Regions from separate parts of the Hordeum vulgare genome. Here region 2 is linked to region 1. A link is a contact called in public Hi-C data. All regions are on one chromosome and are shown on one strand. Each heading gives the region's core, a stretch centred on a gene start, on an enhancer-like site or on the middle of the called end of the contact. The rest is flanking DNA. Distances are from core to core; before and after follow the strand shown. Region 1 holds the start of LOC123399307 (putative BPI/LBP family protein At1g04970). Region 2 holds the start of LOC123399310.

What was found. A called contact is a pair of places that touch in the nucleus more often than the background predicts.
Region 2: a Hi-C map of leaf shows a contact between it and region 1, with 5 times the contacts expected there. The contact joins the promoter of LOC123399310 here to the promoter of LOC123399307 in region 1. A contact is called at or near these places in 3 of 6 Hi-C or Micro-C datasets (leaf and seedling) and 1 of 1 datasets of contacts at active chromatin or transcription factors (embryo).

Annotation. Positions count from the first base shown.
Region 1 is chr5H:475,675,358-475,682,878 of MorexV3_pseudomolecules_assembly, forward strand. LOC123399307 (putative BPI/LBP family protein At1g04970) reads right to left here and starts at 2,791. Exons shown (of 6, transcript XM_045093721.1): 1 at 2,319-2,791; 2 at 1,340-1,479; 3 at 797-1,151; 4 at 362-610; 5 at 1-19. The coding sequence starts at 2,747.
Region 2 is chr5H:475,818,177-475,825,697 of MorexV3_pseudomolecules_assembly, forward strand. LOC123399310 reads left to right here and starts at 3,242. Exons shown (of 12, transcript XM_045093725.1): 1 at 3,242-3,588; 2 at 3,708-3,769; 3 at 4,211-4,279; 4 at 4,419-4,500; 5 at 4,923-4,993; 6 at 5,564-5,665; 7 at 5,755-5,844; 8 at 6,842-6,916; 9 at 7,007-7,039; 10 at 7,120-7,200; 11 at 7,279-7,338; 12 at 7,431-7,521. The coding sequence starts at 3,528.

The DNA.
Region 1 (7,521 bases), core at 1,541-4,040:
GTCCAGAAACAGCAACTGACTGCAAAAGCAATATGTAATTACAATAAGACTAACAGTAAGAGATTGAGAAAGATGCATATGTTTTCATGGAGATACAAACTTCCAATTATCCAATAAACAGTAACAGTAAATCACTGAATGGAATGTTAATTGTTGAGCATGTCAAACAGCAAAATTGACTAGTTTAGTTTGATTGTGTGAGAGTTGAAATATTGAGAGCCTGAAGCAACATAAAAAAGGTATACTTTAATACCACCAGATGGTGCGTATGCATTGTCATTTCACTCCAATGGATGGTACCTTTCCTAAACTGAATAACTAGGATAGGAACACACAAAATCAGTGAAGAAAATAAACTCACCAGTGATATGCATGCAACTGGAACTATATCATCAGAACCCAATACGTTTACTATGACATCTAAGTCCACTGTGGTATCAATTCTACCCACATTAATCCTCACAGAAGGAGGTGATATAGCAGAAATGTTCAGCAGCATATCTTTGTTTGGATATTCACGGTACAACCTTGGAATAAAAAACCTCCAGCTAGCAGTGTTCAAAAGAAACTGATCGGGAACCTTGTCCACCATATGTTGTAGTAAACCAGCCTGAATGACGAAAGTAATCACGTCGATCAGAATAGGCTCATTGATACATAATAGTAGAGTTGAAACATGGAAAACGTCTAGGTTCAAGTTAGCAACTCTGCTCTCACATAGTCAATAAGAATACTATTCTTTTGAAATAGGAAGAGAAAAAGAACAAGTTTACACTGATAAATGATCATAGTATACCTTGAAGTAGAGAGCTGAAACAGAGTTGAAAACATCTTCGTCCAATGAAATCCACAACATGTTTGAAGAGCTTCCAAGAGGTAGTGCAAGTTTGGTATCACCAAAATGCATGTCACTCTGAGGAGCAGTTTTATCAGATGGAATAAATAGTCCATCTATATCAAACTCAACAGAGGAACTACTAAAGCGTGGATCATTAACAAATGTCACATTCATAGCAGCGACTCTATCAACATAAATTTCCTTTGGAAGACCTCCTAGGAAGAGGTCGAGCTTCGATGCACCCTCCACTATTTTGTTCGTAATCGTATTTTCCACAGCTGATCTAATATGATTGCTAAAAGCATCAATGAATCTACAAAAAGTAAGAGGATACATCAACTGATGTGGATTAAATGACATCTCCCTAAAATTCGTTTGAAAAGAAAAACCCTAGCTCACTTCAGATACATATCATGAGAAGATTTTATATAGAAAAACCCTACTCAAAGGAGTTGAGAAAGTATTCACTTCAGATGTAGTATGGAATTGTGAACCACGTACCCTTGATAAAACCAAGACGATCCTCCATTCAGTGTTATATCCAAGTCTTTCATATAACAGCCACATTCCATAACAAATAGTTTGAGTGATCCATTTTCATTCTTCAGCCCCATGGAAACCCCAACATCCATTCCTTCAACCTTAGTGAAAAGGATTCATGAATATACCTTGTACCTTCTTCCATATACATGTCAAGTCTACTACTAAAAAGTAAAAAAGGTAAAGGATGGGTAACTATCACATATTTCGCACCACAATGAACAAAACGAAGGTGTAAGGTCTGACATGCTAAGAACACTTCCAAGTAAATGTAAAACTTACATACATAAAGCTGCAATTGTTTGCAAAAAAAGGCATGTAATGTGAATCCAGGTAATTAGTTGCTTGTCCAAACAAAAGTAACTTGGTTTTTTCCTTGTCCAAATGAACAACAAGCTTTCATCAGATCAAAATGATTTATGACACATATGACATTTCTAAGTAACTGAGATGCTGTTTAGTTGCTTGCTTCTGTCTAGGTGTATAGCCACACTTAATTCCTATGAATTTTTACGAGTTAGAGTCTAGATCGTAAGTTCAAAAACCCATTGTGCTAAAATGCTGTATGCTGATCAAATCAATCCCGCAGGCTGACCAAATTGAAGCTAAGTAAAAAGTCATGTTGCTATCAATAGGTAGCCAAGATATGAGTATTGCTTCAATTGAAGCTTATGTAAAACAATCATGCTGCACTAATAGGTAGGCAAAAATATCAGTATCCCATAAAATAGTTTGTACTAACTGAATAATACACATAGGCACCCATGTACTTACTGAAGAGATGAAACTTTCTTTACAGCCCATGTATATATGAATTAGTTCTCACTTCTCAGATAACAAAGTTTACTTATATTCTTGAGGATGCAATTACTTCCACTTCTGAGCATCGTTAAGGCTTTATGAACAAATCTAATGCTTGAAGCCCGTCGGTCGTACTTACCTGAATCGAAGCATTCCCACTGTCAGAGATCTTAACGAGCCAGGAGCTGTACGAGTAGCTCCACTCCATGGTGAGGTTGACGCTGGACAAGGACGCGGCCACCACAACCCCCGTTTCCCCGGCGGCGACGGTGGAGTTTGCGACCGCCACGCCGCCGAGCACGATGCGGGACGCGGCCATGCGGACGGCGCCGATGATGGGGATGCTCACGGACCGCTCGATGTCGGGGACGCTCAGGTGAGCGAGGGTGTCGGCGGCTCGGGGCACGAGCAGGTCCTTGGCGAAGTCGAGGCCGGACTGGGAGATGACGGCGGAGATGTGCGGCGAGGCGGCGGCGGGGGTGGAGGTGGGGAATATGATGGTGATGATGATGAGGAGGAGGAGGAGGGGACGGGTGCCCATGGCGGCGAGGGGGGTGGCGTTCGCCATCGTGGTGGCGGTGGTTCCGGCGACGGAAGCGGTAGGCTGGGTGGCGTCGGCGGAGGGGAGCTTGCGAGCTCGCGACGGCTTTGACCGGCCGCGTCTTCAGCGAAGAAGAGTGATTGGGGTTTGCCAGGGTCGACGTGGCGCAAACGTGGCTCGGTTGTTGGACATTCAAAGCTGCATTTCCCACGTTTTGGTTTCCAACTAGAAGTTGTCTTGATTTGCCGTACCATTAATACGATTATTTTTTTAAAGACAGTGCTCTGCGCCGATACGTCAGTCCAAACTTTCAGTTGGTCACATGCGAACCGCATTATCCGTCGACCGTACACGGGTCGCACTGTTAGATTTGTTCATGCAATAAAAAATCATCAATGCAGCAAATTTTAACCACGATGCAACAAATTTTGCAGAAAAAAATATTACCGTGGTTGTAAGAAAAAGCGACACTGATGATGCGTGGTACCAAAACAAAATGCGGGTTGTAGCAAAACAATTCAGTAAACTCGGATTGCAACTCTGACGAACGTGTATGCAATTTTTTTAATGAACGGTTGCAGCAAAAAATGATACCGGCTGTAGCAAAAATTAACACGGTTGTAGCAAAAAATCCGACAAACTCGGATTGCAACTAAACATGGATGCAGCTTTTTTAGTGGACAAAATGTAGCAACAATCACCAACGTTTGCAGCAAAAATCATGTCGGTAGTAGCAAAAAAAAACAGTTGAAACAAAAAATGACGTCTCGGAGCAAAAAAAAAAGGAAGGGTCCACGCACGGGATCGCACGACGCGCGCAGGATCGGTCGAAACGTTCGGCCCGCGCGCCATGACAAAACGTTTCCCTATTTTTAAAGAGACATTTTTAATATAACACATACGCCAATCGTATAAGGCCCGTTTGGTTACCTTCATTGAATAGTGACTGCATTTTTAAGTAGAGTCAGGTTAAGAGAAAAAAAAACATATCACTTCGTTTGGTTGTTCAATATCGTGAGGCGTCACATCTTCCTCCTCCCGCACATGTTCATGAAAACCCCACTGCAGGATCCAGTTATGTAGAATACAACATGCAAGAACAAGCTTAACCTCAGTGGGGTAAGGATGGAATGGCTTTTGATCCAGGATCTTGAACCTGTTCTTCAGATCTCCAAATGTCCTCTCAATGGAGTGTTTGATATTGAACAACTCCTGTGAAGTCCTAGGGTAGTTCCTACCGAGAACTCGTGAAGATGGTACCTCGTCTTCCTGAATGGTGGAAGAACATCTGGTTTGCATGCATAGCCAACATCTTCTAGGTAGAACTTGCCATCAGGGATGTTAATATTGTCATTGAGGATGTTAGCATCATGTGCTGACCCTTCCCAGCCAGCCACCACGTATGTGAACTTCATATCAAAGTCAACAACAGCAAGCACATTCTGGCTTGTGTGGTGCTTCCTCCCCCTAAATGTTGCAGATTGTGACTTCGACACTCTGACAGTGACATGAGTACCATCTATTGCCCCAATGCAATCGTGAAATGGCAATAGAAGACTGTGTTAGTACTCACCTTGTACAATCCTAGCATATGAAGCAATGGACTACATACTGTGTTGTTCACCTTGAAGCATGTATACCATCTTGGGCTAGTGTGGATCTTGTTAGGAGGTCCGTGAGATGGTGACTTGATCATCTCTCCTCTCATCTCCCCAACAGCGTACAACAACTTGAAGTATCTTGAGTTGGTCTCCATTGATCTCTTGAACGTGTTGTGGATGACCATGAATCTATTGTTATGGCCAACAACATGAAGGAATATGGCCACTTGCTCTCCCACACTCGTGTGGATGCTATCTTCTAGCTGTTGGGTTCTACTATAGGTGCATCGCATGCAAATTAAAAAATTCCTACGCACAAAACATCCAAGAACATGCTACGGAGATGGATCACAGATCGTTACCACTAGGCGTGCAGTGCCGTGCAACGGAAGTAGAGTTGGGGCATCACGTTCACGTGGTCCATCTCCTCCTCGTCCGATCTCCCTCGAACAGTTGGTCGCGGGATCCTCTCCCTCAAGCAGTCGGTCGCTGGATCCTGCGTATAGGTTCATCGGAGCGGCACAAGTGTACCGCCTCTAACGGTATCCGCGCGTGCAGGAGGAACCCCGTGCGGCGGATGATACGTCTCCGTCGTATCTACTTTTCCGAACTCTTTTGCTCTTGTTTTGGACTCTAATTTGCATGATTTGAATGGAACTAACCCGAACTAACGCTGTTTTCAGCAGAATTGCCATGGTGTTGTTTTTGTGCAGAAATAAAAGTTCTCGGAATGTCCTGAAAGTTTACGGAGAATTTTTCAGGAATAAAAGAAAAATACCTGCGCAAAGATCCACCGGAGGGGGCGTGCCAGTGGGCCACAAGCCCCTAGGCTGCGGCCACCCCCCTGGCCACGCCGTGAGGGCTTGTGGATCCCACGTGGCACCACCGCCCCCAATCTCAGCTCTATATCTTCCGTCTCGCCCGAAAAAAAATCAGAGAGAATGATTCATTGCGTTTTACGATGCGGAGGCGCCGCCACCCCCCTGTTCTTCATCTGGAGGGCAGATGTGGAGTCCGTTTTGGGCTCTGGAGAGGGGAAATTGTCGCCATCGTCATCATCAACCTTCCTCCATCGACAATTCCATGATGCTCTTCATCATTCGTGAGTAATCTCATCGTGGGCTTGCTGGACGGTGATGAGTTGGATGATATCTATCATGTAATCGAGTTAGTTTTGACGGGGATTGATCCCTAGTATCCACTATGTTCTGAGATTGATGTTGCTACTACTTTGCCATGCTTAATGCTTGTCACTAGGGCCCGAGTGCCATGATTTCAGATGTGAACCTATTATGTTGTCGCCAATATATGTGTGTTTTAGATCCTATCTTGCAAGTTGTAGTCACCTACTATGTGTTATGACCCGACAACCCCGGAGTGACAATAGCCGGAACCACTCCCGGAGATGAACATAGTATGAGGAGTTCATGTATTCACCAAGTGTTAATGCGTTGGTCCGGTTCTTTATTAAAAGGAGAACCTTAATATCCCGTAGTTTCCATTAGGACCCCGCTGACACGGGAGGGATGGACAATAGATGTCATGCAAGTTCTTTTCCCTAAGCACGTATGACTACATACGGAATACATGCCTACATTAGATTGATGAACGGGAGCTAGTTACTTATCTCTCCGTGTTATAGCTGTTACATGATGAATCACATCCGTCATACTCATCCATCACTGATCCACTGCCTACGAGTCTTTTACTACTGGTCCTTGCTACGTTACTTTGTCTAGGTTTGTCCCTTGCTACAAAAGGGATTGGGCCACTTTGCTGCTAGTGATGTCGCTACTGCTGTTACTTGCTGCTGCTGTCACTATTACTGTTCCTTGCTACTTTGTTGTTACTTCTTGCAAGACCCTTTTTCGACACCGTTGCCGGCACTACAAGGATTCTGGTCTACTGCAACAAAATTTATTGCGACAACTATCTTTCGTTTTAATAAGATCCTATATTACCACAAAATTCTAGTTCGTGGCAACAGTATCTACAGATTGCCACAGGTTTGTTTTGTCGCGCCAAGTACTCATTTTGTTGCAATCGAAGCCATGTATTGCCACAAGTTGCATCAACGTTGTAATACGGTAGTGATATTGCAACAGTTGTGTACCGTTGCATGAATTGTTCATTTTGTTGCAATAAGGACTAGGTATTGCAACAAAGTATACCTTTTGTGGTAATATTTAGACATATATTGAAACAATTCTAACATGTGGTGCTAGACATAGATATTGTTGCAATAACATGGCTTTCTATTGGAACGAAAACATGTATTGTTGTAATAGGGCGAATTTTTGCCTCACCTACGTTGTGTTGCAATAACTAGTACATATTGCGACAATTGTGCATCCATATAATACATACAACATATTGCAACAATCCTCTAGTGTTGCGAAAAAGAAGCAACATATTGCAACAATATTCTCTACGATGCTCTTGATTTTGTTTCTTTATTTATTATACTATTTCTCAGGATGTGATTCAAGGGACGCACTAGTTTATAGAGATATTATATGACAAAGTACTTTTAAATACACATTAAACATATCGTTGAATTATTTTTGAATACGCATTGAATATTTTAGTAATATATGTTAAAGAATTCACAATACATAATTAACATTTATAGTTTTTTTTGAAAAAAATCTTAATATATGATGAAAGTTTTTATAATACATATTGAACTTTTTTTATATACCATGAACATTTTCTTAATATAAGATGGACATTTTGTAATACACATTGGACAATTTTGTACAGAGTGAACTTTTATAACATACCAAAATATACAACTATGGAACAAATAAAAATGAACAAAAATAAATAGAAATAGAAATAGAAAAACATTTAGAGCATCTACAACCGAACTTGGCAAATCTGTCCCCGGTACTACTGCAGGAGCGTCAGAGGACATCACCGAGCGGTCCCTCTTATTGGCAGCCGCACATCCACGTACCTCAAATGCGGATTCTCAAATCCAAAAACCCATGCACGTTGATCATACGATATAAATTGCCCGACCAAGTTGGGACCTACTCGTTTCGGCCGAGTTTTCGAGCCGCCACCGCAATTGGCTCTAGCGGCGCCGTGGCGCGTCGACAGCGGGCTGAAGATGAACCACGTTCCTTCACACAATGCACGGAAATAAACTGTCGGGGGGATAACCCCGAGGTAGGCTCATCAAGCCTTCTCCTTCA
Region 2 (7,521 bases), core at 1,992-4,491, 140 kb after region 1:
TCGAATCTACCCAGTCTGGAGGGGGCGAGGGGATTCATTAGCAGTCGGGAGGGAAGCAGCTCACCAGGCCAGGGTTAGAGATGGCGGGTGTGGCGCAAGGTCGGGAGGGAGAAGGGCGGAGGCGACGACGTGGTGGTGGAGGGCTGGATCGACGCAAACCGATGATTCCGTCGAGCGCTGCATCCTCGCGCGCATCGCCTAGGTCGAGGCTGGATATCTCGCCCCGGGTCGATCCCCTCCCATGCCGGATCACGGGCAACCCGCATCGTAATCCCTCGCGGGGCTCGCCTAGGTTGGATGGAGGAAGACAGTGAGTCGCGTCGGCGCATCCTCTTCCTCTGTATCAAGCCGCTCAGATCCCCTCGAGCAAATAGTTTTATTTTCAGGGCAGCGATGGATCGGTAACCCCATACAGGCTCAATCAACCACAAGCCTTAGAAAAAGTCCCCAAAGTAGCGACCCATTAGGACAGGCAGCCCAGATCATCAAAAACTGTCACTCAATGAATGATCTGACGACCAGAACCAGCTAAAATATAACATCCGGCAGCCAGAAATGCTGAGGGCGTGAGAGAGCTCACTTTAGGTTCAGTTTTACTGTCCTAAATGTCCAAATGCCTTGTTAATATATTGAGACCGCTTTGAGGTGAGCTTATTTCCCCGAAGCAAAGCGCTTTTGCACCCTGGAGGTTGATTACTGATAACGCTTTCATGGCCTTCGAGTGTACCCATTACATCAAGCACGAAACCCCCCTGAACATAAGCTTCTATCCATATAAGTTGGACGTGTCAAAGACATATGATCGTGTGGATTGGACCTTCCTGGAGTGAGTGATGCAACTGTTAGATTTTGATCACCGACGGATGAGGTGGATTATGTCATGTGTCAACTCGGTGAGACATTCAATTGAACTTAATGGAGCCTGCTCAGATTCATTTGCACCGTCGCGTGGGCTACGCCAGGGAGATCCTCTTTCACCGTTTTTGTTTTTGTTTGTTGTTGAGGTCTTGCGCCTTTGTTAAAACAAGATGCGAGGGAGGCACATATCACCCCTCTAGGAATCTGCTAGAGAGCTCCAGGGATATCACACCTGTTATTTGCAGATGACACTTTACTGTTCTTCCGAGTCACGGAAGGCGAGGCTACACGCATCAGGGGGTGTTGGATGAATTTGCTCGGGCTACACGACAATTTGTTAACCCCCAAAAGTGCTCAATCATGTTTGGACACCATTGTCGTCCGGCTAACAGGGTAGATGTGGTGTGATTTCTTGAGGTTTAGAATGTGAGCTTCAAAGAAAAATATCTAGGTCTACCAACACCAAATGGGAGGATGTTCGAGGGCCGGTTCCAGAACATACAAGATAAGTTCACCAAAAGGTTTGTAGAGTGGAGTGATCAAATGGCTCAGAATGGTAGAGAGGTACTCATCAAGTCCATTGCACAAAGCATTACCTACCTACTTGATGAGCGTATTCCGTCTACCAGCGTCAGCATGTGATGATCTGACGTGTATGGTTAGAAACTATTGGCGGGGTGCTGAAAAGGGACGCCCGAAGATGCATTGGCGAGCTTGGGAGAAACTTATCCAACCCAAGTCACATGGCGGGATGGGCTACAGGGAGTTCCGGTTGTTTAACCAAGCTTTGTTGGCGCGACACACATGGCAGGTCCTTTCCTTTCTGGGCAGCATGTGTGTGTGTGTTTTGAAGGCCAAATATTTCCCTAACGGGGACTTGGAAGATACATTGTTCCCTAGCAGCCTTTCTCCTACATGGCATGCTATAGTACGTTTAGAATTGTTGAAGAAGGGGCTTATTTGGAGGGTGGACAATGGACGGTCTATTCGCATATGGAGCGATAGTTGGATTCCTAATGATGGTTCAGACCGCCTACTACCCAGCAGGGAAGATGCCGTCTATGGAAGTCTCAGAGTTGATGGATGATCATGGTGGGTGGCGCATAGAGCTCCTCCAATGATTTTTTTTCTCCCAGTGGATAATTTTTTATCAAAATTCGTGTGTCTCATCACATGGGTGATGACGTGCTGGCTTGGGAACCAGAGAAAAGTGGTGTTTTCACAGTCCGGAGCGTGTATCGGATGGCGCTTGAGGATCGTCTTCGTCCTACTTCAGTCGCGACGTGCAGGGCACCGAACGCGCGACAAGCCATCTGAGATTCATTATGGAGGTGCCCTACTCCTCCTAAGGTGTGTGTGTTCGCTTTGGCTTGTAGCCATCGATTGCCTCCCCACCTGGACTAATAAACACCATCGAAATCTTGAGGTTACTAACTTGTGTCCAGTGCCACCGAGCCGGAGAACATATTGCATGCTCTATGCACATGCCCCCTGGCTGTTGTGCTATGACAGGCAATGGCGAAGCAATGGAGTCTCCCGGACATACGGCGAATGATGAATACTGGCCCCGAGTGGCTCCTACAGGTGTTTGATGAAAGGACGGAGTATGATCGCCTATACCTGCTCATGACCGTGTGGCGCTGCTGGCACGTGAGGAATGAGATTGTCCACCACAAGTGTCCACTACCGATCGAGGTATCCATTCGCTTCGTCACTAGCTACATGAATTCGCTAATAGCGCTAGAGAAGGATCCTAACATGGATCATCTGAAGGGTAAGATGTTTGTGGCAGCAGCCCTCTAGGAAGGTAGTATCGCATGCAAACTTGAACCAAAGGCAACCTGCAACATGGGAACGTCCTCGAGCGGGTTGGATTGCCATGAACATTGATGATTCATATGATGAACACTGATGGAATCAGAATTAGTTGCATGCCTTGAAAGCTTAAACATAGCGATTCAATGGATTGATCTGCCAATCATTATCCAATCAGATCGTGTGCAGGTTGCTAAGCTTATTAACAGCACAGCGAAGAACCGGTCGGCAAACTTAATGTTGGTGCAAGAGATCAAAGAGATTCCCAAATGAGATAGAGAATTTTCAGTCAAGCATGTTAGGCGGTAACAAAACCCTGTTAGTCATTTTTTTTTTGCAAACTCTGGTAGAATAAAAAAACACAACGCGGCGTGGCTTCGCTCAGGTCCCGAGAAGATACCTGCTCTTTATAATGCAGACGCTGCCCCGCTTGATTAATAAATTTTGCCGTCATCCCGCAAAAAATAAATAAATAATGAACCGAAGCTTTAAGTTGTTGTACACACACCTTGAAAATTATGATGACAGCCTTCGTTTGATACTCTCATTATTCATCGTGGAGATTAGCAGTAGCGTGCGGTAACCTTCTTGCCCGTACATGCTGACTAAGACCCATGAGCGTCTGTGGTCGCGAAGCCGACACGAGCCGAGCCGAGCCGAGCCGTGCCCGGTCCAAGCCAGGCGTCCAACTCCAACTATCCCAGCCCGCTCGCCCCGCACGCTTTCCCCTGCCCCAAGCCTTCCGCCAACGCCCGCCTCCACCGTCTCCTCCCCCCGCCCATTCGCCACTGATCCCGTTCTAGAACCTTCCAGAAGCGAGCGAGAGAGAGAGCCCGTAGGGGCGGCGCAAGGGCATGGCGATGGCGACGCACACGGGGGTCGCCGCCTCCAAGGTCCTCATCCTCGTCGGCGCAGGTCCTAATCAACCCCCTCATCCCCCCCGCCTGGCCCCAAATCTATCGGTTCCCGATGTCGAAATCCGAATCGGCTGCTATATTTGACCCTGATGAAATGGTGATTTTGCGTCGCCGCAGGCCTGACGGGGTCGATCGTGCTTCGGAATGGCCGCCTGTCGGATGTATTGGCGGAGCTCCAGGTCGGTGGATTCTCAGCTCATACCCTGTTGATTTTTCTCGCTTTATTGATTATTATCAGAGGGGGAGGGGGGGTACTTTTTATCATGAGCGGACAATAGGCTAATAGGAGCGGCACCGCTGACCCGTCTGATAAGAGCATGATTGTAAATCTGCATACATGCTCCTAAGAGCAGCACAGAGTGTCACCGAAACTTACAATTAAATCCGCTTTGCCGCAATCATATATGTACGGAAAGTATAGGACATCGCTTTTGATGATCTCATTTTCATTTTCTGCGTATCAAGTGAAGGCACCAATGCGCACGCCGCAGAAAAAAATAATCATCCATAGTGTTTGCCAAGCACGTGTCAGTGGTTTAGATTTGTTCGTTCTTCATCTTGTAGTAAGTTATGTCGATCTTCAAATCTTTGAGCAACATGTCGTGTTTCTCTGTTTTTAGGAGCTCATGAAGGGCGTAAATCAAGGAGAAGGTTCGAGCGCCTATGACATGGCTCTTATCCAAGCTCAGGTGCGCAGTTGTTTGCAGTTGTTTATACTTGCATCAACAGTTGCATAGATATGAGATATTACACTAATGTCTTTCATTTGCTGTGAAATAACGTCTCTGTTTTTGTTTGTGCATTCCACGTGCTGGTGTTTGATACTAGATTCGGCATTTAGCCCAAGAAGTCAGAGATTTAACTTTGTCAAAGCCCATTACCATATTGAGTGGCAAATCGGACTCCGGAGGTATATACCTATCTGATGCCCCCCTTGCTATGTTTCAGCTTTTCTCTCTTAGCGACCTATGCAAAAAACCCTAATCCACATGCTAAATAAGCCTTCATTATGAATTTGCTTGTATTATCCAAAAATGTTCAGATAGATAGTTACTCACTTAAGCCTGACTCTCCTACAATATCTGCAGCTGAGAGGACGCCTATTTTTTCCGTTATGTGCATCTCCAATCTGATAATGAATGATTCATGAGTTTGAATTGCTTTAAAACTTCTAATTTGGAATATCTAGATAGGCTAATGAACAATAATGCTGGTACATTCAATTATTTCGCCACGATATTTACGGACCTATGACAAAAGCTACTTACCCTCTTACACTTACTTGCTAGTTCTTGTATTATTTTATTTACCTGCATGTGCATTTCTCTTCAGGTGGTTTATCGTCCTACATACTGCCAGCAGCTGCAGTTGGAGCATTAGGTTATTGCTATATGTGGTGTAAGGTAAGATAAGCATACACACAAAAATATGTACGAGTTATTGTCAAATTCTCTGTCTGCCATTTTTTGACTAAGGATCATGAACTGTGTCCTGGTCTTCTTTCTCCAGAAATGTTCTTCTTACAACATTCATATAGAATCAGTAACTGCAGAAAGAGAAAATAGAAATATTTTTTCTTCTTTTTTTGTTATTTGTTTTTCTGCCTTGCTTCTTGCATATACCAGAAATCTCTTGGGAATCATGCTTTTTGCGTGTGTGTGTGTGTGTGTGTGGATCCAACTGTAAGCAGATAAATGGAGCATCTCTAAGTTAATCTTATTCTGTAAAGAAATATTCCTGATATGGTGACAAAACATTCTGATAAGGGTTTCAAATTGACTGTTGCATTGTTTCCTATGGATTCACTATGGTTTATGTAAAATCCTTGGATTTTCTTATGCTAATGACGTCTCCAAGTTGTTGTTTTAAACTATTAATACAAAACTTGCAATGTAGAGTGCATATATAAATTATGTGTGTAAACTTTTATCTTTGATGCGTTTGCTTTCTTATATATTAATATCCTTATGCAGGGATGGTCCTTCTCAGATGTCATGTTTGTCACAAAACGCAATATGGCCAGTGCTGTCGATAGCATGTCGAAGCAATTGGAGCAAGTTTCTTCAGCGCTAGCAGTATGCTTTACTCATTATTATTTCATATTAAATGTTATGTTTCTTTCCATATCTACTGACTAATGATTGTGACATTCAATAAATTTCAGGCAACGAAAAGACATTTAACAAAACGCCTTGAGAATTTGGATGGCAAAATGGACGAGCAAGTGGAAGTCTCCAAACAAATCCGGAATGAGGTTTGTTGATTTGCAATGATGTTAGTCCTGAGCAGTGATATACTGATATGATGGCAAGTTGAATGGTTCACTCCTGGGACCTTGTAAAGTTTGTTCTTGCAGAACAGCAACAATTGTTCTTCTGTTTTCATTCTTACATCACCTAATCAACACCTTCAGATACCATAATTGAATTAATTGAATTGTTCACTGCAAGTAAGTGCTTCCGTCATACTATAGTTCATCCGGAAAGGTGGGTCAGGATTTTTGTATAGAACAGCCGCTAAGGAAGTAAGTGACGAACCCATGTAAGCCCACTCAATAGGGGGTAGTACAAGCTGAACTCATTCCCTAAAACAAAGCTGCAACTAATATGGCCGATTTTGACTAAGGAGCAATCACAAGTGGCGTGCCGCTTGCATCCCTGACGCCGTCACATAACAACATACGGGTACTAGTCGTGGCCTGCTTGTGACGGTTTTTATTGTTAATGTTCATAATCCATGGTCATATACTGGCTAGCATGTCAAGATTGGCTCAAAACCAGAAACTGTGTAACATTTCAAATGACTGGTTAAACTGAATACACTAGTCTGGTGCACATGATGGCTCTGCTTACACCCATTAACTGCAGCGTACTCAAGTACTTTTGTCCATGTACCATAAATATTATTGTGTAGAATAATAATATGTATGGGCGCAAGCATATCCAGAGTGATTTTCCTAAATGGTCTGTGAAGACCCTGATTGTGTTTATTATGGCTTTTTGATAAACCATTGCTAGTAGTCTTTGACTTGCATGCATGGAGCACATAGTTTTCCAGCCTTTTTCTTCATTTTTTCTGTAAGAGCAACAAAGATGTACTCTGCTTTCTGTTCTTTTCAATGTTGCAAAAGCTGTTAAGCTAATGTGTTTAGTAGGTACATGATGTCTGTACTTGTAATGCTATGCTATCCTATGAAATTTCAATTTTCTTCTCAGTTCAAGCATTCATGTAGTTCTGTTCAATATGTACAGGTCGTTGATGTTAAAACTGATCTGTCTCAAATTGGCTTTGACGTTGAAGCAATTCAACAGATGGTAGCCGGATTGGTGAGTTTGAGCATCCTGGAAACCTTGCAGATGAACTTTTGCTCGAAGTTTATTTGACTGTTCTGACCTTTGTTTGTGTACGATTATCAGGAAGAGAAGATCGAGCTGCTTGACAACAAGCAGGTGACTAAACATACTGATGAGTGTCCGACTCTTGGCATTCTGAAATTCTCTTTGTCCTAACCTCTTATGTTTAATGACAGGATGCGGCTAATGCTGGTATATGGTACCTCTGCCGAATGGCAGGAGGTATAAAAGAGGGAATAAATGCCAAGTTTTTCCAAGTAAGCAGACCGTATCTGATCTTATCTTGTTGATTGAGCTATCTTCCTGATGATTCATACCTGTTCTTCTTTCCACAGGAAGCGGATGAAAAACTCAAGCTCTTGGACCTGGCTCAAACTGAAAAGAAGCCGGTGAAGGTAATTCCTCTCTTCTCAGATGTTTGCGCTCCTTCCAGGTGATTCTAGTTTATCGATGCAAAATCACAAACTTGATGGTGTGCATGCTACAGGGTCTCGAATTGTTTCTGGAGAGCACCAAGGAGGTAAAGGCACTCGACTCCAAGCCTAAGACCATCGTGCAGAACGACGCCAAGAAACCGA